2 separate regions of the Sus scrofa genome follow, and region 1 is linked to region 2. Evidence: chromatin contacts called from public promoter capture Hi-C data. All regions are on one chromosome and are shown on one strand. The core of a region is the stretch at or near the end of the contact, and the rest is flanking DNA. Distances in the headings are between cores, read along the strand shown.

Region 1 (4,226 bases), core at 746-3,245, 52 kb after region 2:
TAGGTAAAGAAACAAATATACAAAGCTGCTTGCCAGAGCACACAGAACGACAATGGCAAGGAACCAAAATCCAGCGGCTCCCATTACCGTGCTCACTAGGACTGTGACAAGGCAACTAAAGAGTGGAAAGGGGATTAACACAGGATAACAGGGAGGGTTCCAACAGCAGCAAGCAAAGCACATGAGAATAGGCAGTGAGGCCTTCTCTGCCCACTGCACCAAGTATGCAGAAGACTGTGGTCCTTTCCTTGGGTTCAAATTCCATAACCATCATTTTAACTCTTCCCTCTGAGAGTTATCTATTTAATTTTGAATACATGTTCCCTTGCACTAAGAATCTGTTCACAAATGACCAAAGTTCTGAATTGGTATTTCAAGTGTTAGAGAAGACAAGACTTTTTTATTTATTTATTTAGCGTTTTAGGGCCGCACCTGGGCATACGGAAAGTTCCCAGGCTAGGGGTCGAATGGGAGCTACAGCTGCTGGCCTACACCACAGCCACAGAAACGCTAGATCTGAACGTCATCCGAAATCTACACCACAGCTCACGGTAACACCAGATCCTTAACCCACTGAGCGGGGCCAGGGATTGAACTTGCGTCCTCATGGATACTAGTCAGATTCATTATTGCTGAGCCGCAATTGGAGCTTCAAGAGAGGACTTTTAATCATGTAAAACTTGGGAATTTCTTTCACTTAAAAAGTGAGCCTAAAGATTTCTCAAGACTGTTTCCAAGACTATTTGATTTTATATTCCTAAATGATGAATTATTTCTCTTCTCTCCTATAAAACAAGGAAAAATTCTGAATGTAGCCATCATGTGCTCATCTGAATCCTTTCAATTGGAGGATAAGGTCAATATTAAGATTGTTTTTAGAAAAGTACAAACAGAAAAGTGCTTCTCTATCACAATTTATTCTTAGCATTTTGAAGATTATGCACCCAATGTGACCTACGACAATCCACTGACCACTCTTACCTTGAGGAATGAGTCACAGTTTCACTGGTTTGTTTTTACAAATGAAAAGTTTTTGTCAGATGGGGAACTAATTCTTAAAGCACCCCACATTGCAGCTACAAAAAGGGGGAAAGTTCTAACTTCTCTAAAAGTAAACTAAAAAAGCCAAGTGTTATCTGGACGTCTTAACTCTATTAACTGAGATGTAGGATACGTTGGAATTAGAATTTTAGAACCGATCGTCCAATTCTGTTCCGTTGTTGGAACATTTAAAAAACCCCAAGATGTTAGCATACTAACATTCTAAGCAAACCGCCCCCCAACACATGATTAAGCTGGCAGAATTCACCAGCGTCTCTCTTAATAACATAAATCCTCTGAAAAAGAAAAGCAAAAACTTCTATTCATTGAAATACCGTTTATCCGGAAAGCACAAAAAATACCTGAAGCCAAGTTTCTGCCGGTACAATTTAATATAACAGAAACTTCTCCTCACTCCCAGGAAGAATCTGGGGAACAAAGTGGGCAAGAGAGGCATTTGGGCCATGGCTGTACTGAGGAGTCAAGGTCTGTGGCTGAGACAGAAGGCAAAGAGCTATACCACTGCAGATATACTTGTCACCAGTACTGCTGTGGAGCACGTCTGGTGACCGTCTGCCAGCCCAGTCCGCAGCGGGAGCACAGACTAGGACACGGTTAAGTTAAAGTTTGGGTAACTTAGAAAGCTGAGCAGCGAAGGCACTGGTCCGAGCGGCCGCAGCTGTGAGGAGCTCCCGGAGGCCGCCGCGGACCTGGCTGTACCCGGCGGAATTCCCGCCCGCGCGAGAACCGCAGCCTGGGTCCCAAGCCCGCCCCCGGACAGGGTCCCTGGCACCTACCGGGAGGCCTCCGCGCGGGGCTCTGGAGAGCCGAGAGGTTCAGAGCCGCCGCCTTCTCCCGCACCGTGGCCATGGCAGCAGCGGACCACACGCCACCACCTCAGACTGCCTCACCGCGAAGTGGGTGCCGGCGCTGCGGCCGCCAGTTAACTGGCCGGGGCAGGGGCGGGGCTTCCGGCAGGCACCGCCCCCTGAATCCTCCGCCCCCGGCGGGCCCGCGGGACCGCCAAGCTCCACCGGTCACGTGCAGGCCCGGCAGGCAGTAACCTGCTGCCCCGCGGGCAAGGGAAAGGTACGGCAGCTTTCCCCTTGAGTCCCGGCCTCGGGGTAGCCAGATGGGAAATATTTCTGCGAACACGACCCTGCGAGTCCGCGCCTGCCCCACGCGGCCAGCATTTCGTCGCGGTTGGCAGAGTCCAAGCGCAGGCAGGGATAAGCGCCCGGCAGCCTCAGACCAGCTGGGTGCAAAGCACATCCCATCCCACACTGGATTACCTCTGGGCCTCACTGTCCTCACCTGTGCGCGGGGGCAGTATTAGTACCCACTTAACGGATTTATTTATTTATTTTTTTAAACGAGGATTACACGACCTAACTCATGTTCGGCATTTTAGTAGTTGGGTCTGGAACCTAAGTGCTTAATATTATATCACACCCATTTCCACGCATCCCTTCCTGTAAAGAACGAATCTTTTATCTGGCCCAGAGGAGCAATGTCTAGAGGTCAGTCAGGAGGGCAGGGGCTGGCCTTGGGGCTGGCTGCCAAGGAAATCAGTGCTGCCTTCAAAGTAACTCTGGGTCTGGTGGCCAGGGACAGAACTAGGAGAGAAGGGGAGGAGGAGGGTAAAGGGATCCAATGCTGGGGTACCTCTGAAAAGATGAGTTGATATGAGACCAGTAATTCAATTCTCCCCCTCCCCTTTCTAACTTGCGGATTTCGCAATCATTTTAAACCTTTAGTGTACTGTATAATAAATTAGGAGGAGGAGGATGACCGACCGTAACGTTATAAATTAAATGGTTTTTAAATGGGAGTTCATTAGCTTATTGGAGGACGCTCCTACACGTGGTTAGAAGAATACATACGTGTGGTTATTTCAAAGAATCCATATCAAGAAGCTGCGACCTTAGGGACCCCGGTTTAACGGGTGAGACCTGAGCCATTGCTGCTCCTAAGATTTGGATTAGTATTTTTATGTGCTCCCTCCCCCTGGTGGTAGTAAAACCCAGCTTTGCCTCAGTTCAAGGAATTTCCTTTGTTAATTTCTCAGTTGGCTATTGCTCTCAAAGATACACTTTAGGACTGGTTTCTGGTATCCAGTAGACCAGTTAACTTTACCTTATGCTTTTAACCGAATCAACACACAAGTCCGTTCTCACTACTCAGGAGAAAAAAAGCTCATCTTATTTTTGAAACCAAATCTTGAGAAACGGTAATATTGACTTAAGCGACTATTTTGATATTTTATAAAAATTTCAAAGAATTTTTTACCAGCTTGTGCTATCTTTGTCTGTCTTACCTGGCGAAATGCTCCTTTTTACTTATCCACACTCTATGCATCCTGGAGGCCTAATTCAAATCCCACTTTCTTCACTGGACAGACTTTTTTTCCAGATTATACTGATTATTTCTCCTCTACAGATCCATGGCAATTATCAAGTACATCACTGTTTAGGGGGCCGTCATATTGATATTACGTAATTATTTCAGCACACACTTTTTTTTTTCTTTTTTTTTACACGCCTGCCTGGCATATGGAAATTCTTGGGCCAGGGATTGAATTCCAGCCACAGCTGCAACCTACACCACAGCTGTGGCATTGCTGGATACTTAATGCACTGCACCACAGTGGGAAAACCACACATATCTTTTAAAAGTTTTTTTATTTGATTAAGTATAGTTTATTTACAATGTTATATTAATTTCTGCCATACCACAAAGTGATTCAGTTTTATATATATATGTAAAAAATATTAATATAGTTATGTACATTTTTCATATTCTTTTCCATTATGGTTTATCATAGGATATTGAATATACAGTAGGACCTTGTTTATCCATTCTGTATATAATAGTTTGGGAGTTCCCATTGTGGCTCAGTGAGTTAAGAACCCAACTAGTATCCATGAGAATATAGGTTCAATCCCTGGTCTTACTCAGTGAGTTAAGGATCTGGTGTTGCCACGAGCTGTGGTGTAGGTCACAGATGCAGCTTGGATCTGGCACTACTGTGGCATAGACCATGGCCTACGGCTCTGATTTGACCCCTAGCCTAGAAACTTCCATATGCCACAGGTGCAGCCCTAAAAAGACAAAAAACAAATAAATGAACAAATAATTTTAAAATAAAATAAGTATATATAATAGTTTGCATCTGCTAATCACAA
Region 2 (4,043 bases), core at 275-2,774:
AGTAAGAACAGGACAGAAGTTCAGCAGCTGAAACTGGAAGCCCCATTCACTGCTGGTGGACGGTCAAATAAGGCAGCCACTTTGGAAAAAAGACTGGCAGCTCCTCAGAGTGTTACACTTAATAGTTAACCCATGACGCGGCAATTCTAATCCTAGGTACATACCCAAAAGAACTGGGAACACAGGGCCACACAAAACCTTGTACACAAATATTCAGAGCAGCGCAATTCACAATAGTCCTAAAGTGGAAACAGCTCAAGTGTCCATCAACTGATGAATGGATAAAGCACAATGTGGTAGAGCCATACAACAGAGTGTTATTCAGCCTTAAAAAGAAACATCAACAACAACAGGGATGAACCTTGAAGAGATTACAGGAAGTGAAATAAGGAAGACAAAAGGACACAAGTACTGACTGATTTAATTCTTATGAGGTGCCCAGAGGCATCAAACTCAGAAACAGGAAACAGAGGTTGCCACGAGCTGGGGGTGGGGAGGGAGGAACGAGGAGTTAAGTGTTTAAAGGATAGAATTTCAATTTGTGAAGATAGAAAAGTTCTGTACATGGGTGGTGGGGATGGCTGCACAGCAATGTCAGTGTACTTAATGCCACTGCAACTGTACATTTAAAAATGGTAAGTTCTGAGTTCCTGTTGTGGCTCAGTGGTAAGGAACCCACCTAGTATCTATCTATGAGGACATGGGTTCAATCCCTGGCTCAGGGGGTTAAGGATCAAGGGTTGCCGTGAGCTGGGGTGAAGGTTGCAGTCGAGGCTCTGATTTGGCGTTGCTGTGGCTGTGGGGTAGGCCAACAGCTACAGCTCTGATTTGACCCCTAGCCGGGAAACCTCCAATATCCCTTGGGTGTGGCCCTAAAAAGACAATAAAATAAAATAAAAAAATAAATAAAATAAAAATGGTTTTATGTTACATATATTTCATCACAATTAAAACAACACTTTAAAAAAAGGGAATGAAGTACTGATACATGCTACAACAGATGAACTTTATGCTTAGAAGAAGCCAGACACAAAAGGCCAATATTCCATGATTCCGTTTACACGAAAAGTCCAGAACAGGACAAATGCACAGAGACAGAAAGTAGATGAATGGCTGCCAAGGTGGTGGTGGGGGGGTGGGGTGCGGGGAGAGGTGGTGACTGCTAATGGGTACAGGGTTTCTTTTTGGGGTGAAGAAAACATTCTGATATTAAATACAGTTCATGGCCACACAATTCTGTGAATATACTCAAAACCAATGAGTTGTACAACTTTAAAAAGAAAAATTTTCTGGTATGTGAACTGTGACAAAGCTTACTTTTTAAAGGTTCAGCAGCGCAAAAAGAAAGGAGCAGTCAAACTGCTCTGGAGCACCTACTTCAGGGAAAAGTCTGTGCAGGTGGTCCCACTTCAGAAGCTTCAGGTACGCATAATTCTGGACCGCAGCAGGGTCTGGCCTGGGACTGGCCTCAGAGCCAGCCGCCCCTCCCCCAGCTGGCAGGGCATTTCTATACCTCTGATTCATGAGGTCATCTGCGGCTTCTTCCAGCCACTGAGTGACAAAGTCCAGGGAATCTGTGAAAAGGAAGGCTTTGAATATTACTGGAAGGCTCCCAGAGGGACGCTTCCCAGGGTAACTTCAGGGAAGTTCTTCCTGGAAATGTGGTCAAGTATACAGCATGGACTTTGGAATCAAACAGACCTTGGTTCAAATCACAGGACTACCAATTACTAGTTGGGTGACCTTAGATTTCTGTCTGACTATCGAGATCCTTTATTTTTTTTTTAGGGCTGCACCCACAGAATATGGAAGTTCCCAGGCTAGGGGTTGAATTGGAGCTACAACTGCCGGCCTACACCACAGCCACAGCAACTCGGGATCTGAGCTGTGTCTTCAACCTACACCACAGCTTGAGACAACGCCAGATCCTTAACCTACTTAGCAAGGCCAGGGATCAAACCCACATCCTCATGGATACTAGTCAAGTTTGTTACTGCTGAGCCATGATGGGAACTCCAAGATTCTTTTGTTTTTTAAATTACTCAATGAATTGTATTACACTTATAGTTGTACAATGATCATCACAACCAAATTTTATAGCATTTCCATCCCAAACTCTCTGTGCATCTCCCCATCCGATCCTTCAAGATTCTTAATATAGGAGTTCCTGTTGTGGTACAGCGGAAACAAATCCAACTAATAACCAAGAGGTTGCGGTTTTGATCTCTGGCCTCGATCAGTAGGTTAAGGATCTGGCGTTGCCGTGAGCTGTGGTGTAGGTCGCAGATGCAGCTCAGATCTGGCATTGCTATGGTTCTGGTGTAGGCTGGCAGCTGTAGCTTCGATTAGACACCTAGCCTGGGAACCTCCGTATGCTGTGGGTGTGGCCCTAAAAAGCAAAAAATAAAAAATAAAAAAATAAAAAAAATAAAGATTCTTAATATAAAGAAATGTCCACCACCGCCTCACGGGCTGTGGTGAGGATTAACCATGGTGAATGTGGAGCACGTGGCCGGGCTGTACCACCTTGGATGTTCAACAGACTTTCACACTCCTCTCTCGCACCCTAACCTCTCATGCATGACATGTGGCTGGAAGCTGGGATAACTCCAGCTCACTGAGATGCAAAAACTCTTGCCCAGAGACAGATGGGGTTAAGACACTGGCTAGAGTTTCCCAGTGTAAACCATCTTCCTCACTGAAGATGAGGTGTACCCATCTAGATCTTACTTTTGCCTCAATTTGTTTTAATTCAGCCTTGTGGGGGCTAAGTTCTATCATGTGTCTGACATGGACTGTGCAGCATTTGCAGCACCATGGAGGGAATCTCAGCTGTCTTTCATCCTCCATCCTTTCTATACTCTTCTTTTTTTCTTTTCTTTTTTTCTCTTTAATTATAGTTGATTTACAATGTTGTGATCCCTACTCTTTTAAGCTGAGTAATACACTGGGGATTCTGAGGGACACAAGAGAAGATGATGAGGTTTTTGTACACATTGTCTGAGCAAAAACTCCCTGACAGGACATGGAGTGACCTGCAGCCCTGCCAATGGAAGCCACCTTACAACCAAGTGGATAGCCAAGGGTATGGCTGGGGCCTTCACTGCTGCTGCAGGACACACCTCTGGCTCTGCCCACATGCTGATCATGCTGAGCTCTTGGTTCTGAGCTTCGCTCTCCCTTTAGCCTCTGCTGACAGCATTCTGTAGGCCATCAGCTCAGCAGCCTTGGCTTTCAGGTTCCGAGTGATGTGCATTAGCCTCTGTTCAGCTCAGGGACTGGGCCCACTGCCGGCACCTGGCACTCCCACTCCAGCTTGTCAGCCTATAAAACTGCAACCCTGATGTCTCCTGAGGGGTAGTAGCATGCTTGTGGGAAAGGGAGCTAGAGTGGTCATCAATTCTGATCAGAAATATCTCAAAACCCATTCCCAAATCTGTAAAATGGGGTTACAATATAGTGCCTACCTCATAGGCTTCCTGTGAGGTCGTATATGGCAAGAGCCTGGTACATAGTAACACTAACCAATCATCTGCTAGTTCTGCTAGTTCTGCTCCTTCTACTCTGCTCCTCGACTCTCCCTGGCCCTCAGGGCCATCTCGACTTCTCTGCTTGGGCTGGATAAACAACTGCTCAGGGCACTGAACTGACTATTCTGGTCAGGCTACACAATCTACCCGGAGACTGCCATTTACATCTAGTAACCCGCAAAATTAGAGGCTAAACGGAACACATAATAAATTGGAAGACAGCGATGCACTCAGAACATCAGCTGCCAATGCAGAGACCAAAAAAAGCACCCTAGAAATGCAACATAGTTTGGATTTTAAGTTCTCTCTTTCCTGCAATCATCTGAGAGGTTCATAAAACTAAGACTTTTTCTGGGTCTGAAACCAGAAGATTTATGTACACAGAACAGAAGCAAAGTGAAATTTCTTGATGTACCTCATTGGGAGGAGTTTGAAAAGTGAGTTACACAGTGGTGAGAAACTCGTCATGTTTTTAAAATCAAGACCAATTATACAATTTACCCCAAACTGGTG

Evidence for each region. Promoter capture Hi-C pulls out the DNA fragments that hold promoters and counts their contacts.
Region 1: a contact with region 2 is called in a promoter capture Hi-C map of liver, with 9 times the contacts expected there. The contact joins the promoter of DEPDC7 here to the enhancer-like site in region 2. A contact is called at or near these places in 2 of 5 promoter capture datasets (fetal liver and liver), 8 of 47 Hi-C or Micro-C datasets (embryonic fibroblasts, epiblast stem cells, liver and 2 more) and 1 of 2 datasets of contacts at active chromatin or transcription factors (alveolar macrophages).

The regions. Positions count from the first base shown.
Region 1 is chr2:27,926,864-27,931,089 of Sscrofa11.1, forward strand. DEPDC7 (DEP domain-containing protein 7) reads right to left here and starts at 1,996. Exons shown (of 9, transcript XM_021083209.1): 1 at 1,839-1,996. The coding sequence starts at 1,911.
Region 2 is chr2:27,875,162-27,879,204 of Sscrofa11.1, forward strand. It overlaps TCP11L1 (T-complex protein 11-like protein 1), which reads right to left. Exons shown (of 10, transcript XM_021083207.1): 7 at 1,378-1,574. Among named protein-coding and RNA genes, the nearest start is that of TCP11L1, 26 kb to the right of the region's middle. Within about 2 kb of position 1,525, at least 14 of the 83 cell types and tissues checked have an H3K27ac peak or open chromatin away from gene starts, as enhancers often do. A contact at or near this core is called in alveolar macrophages, fetal liver and liver, where this site is marked.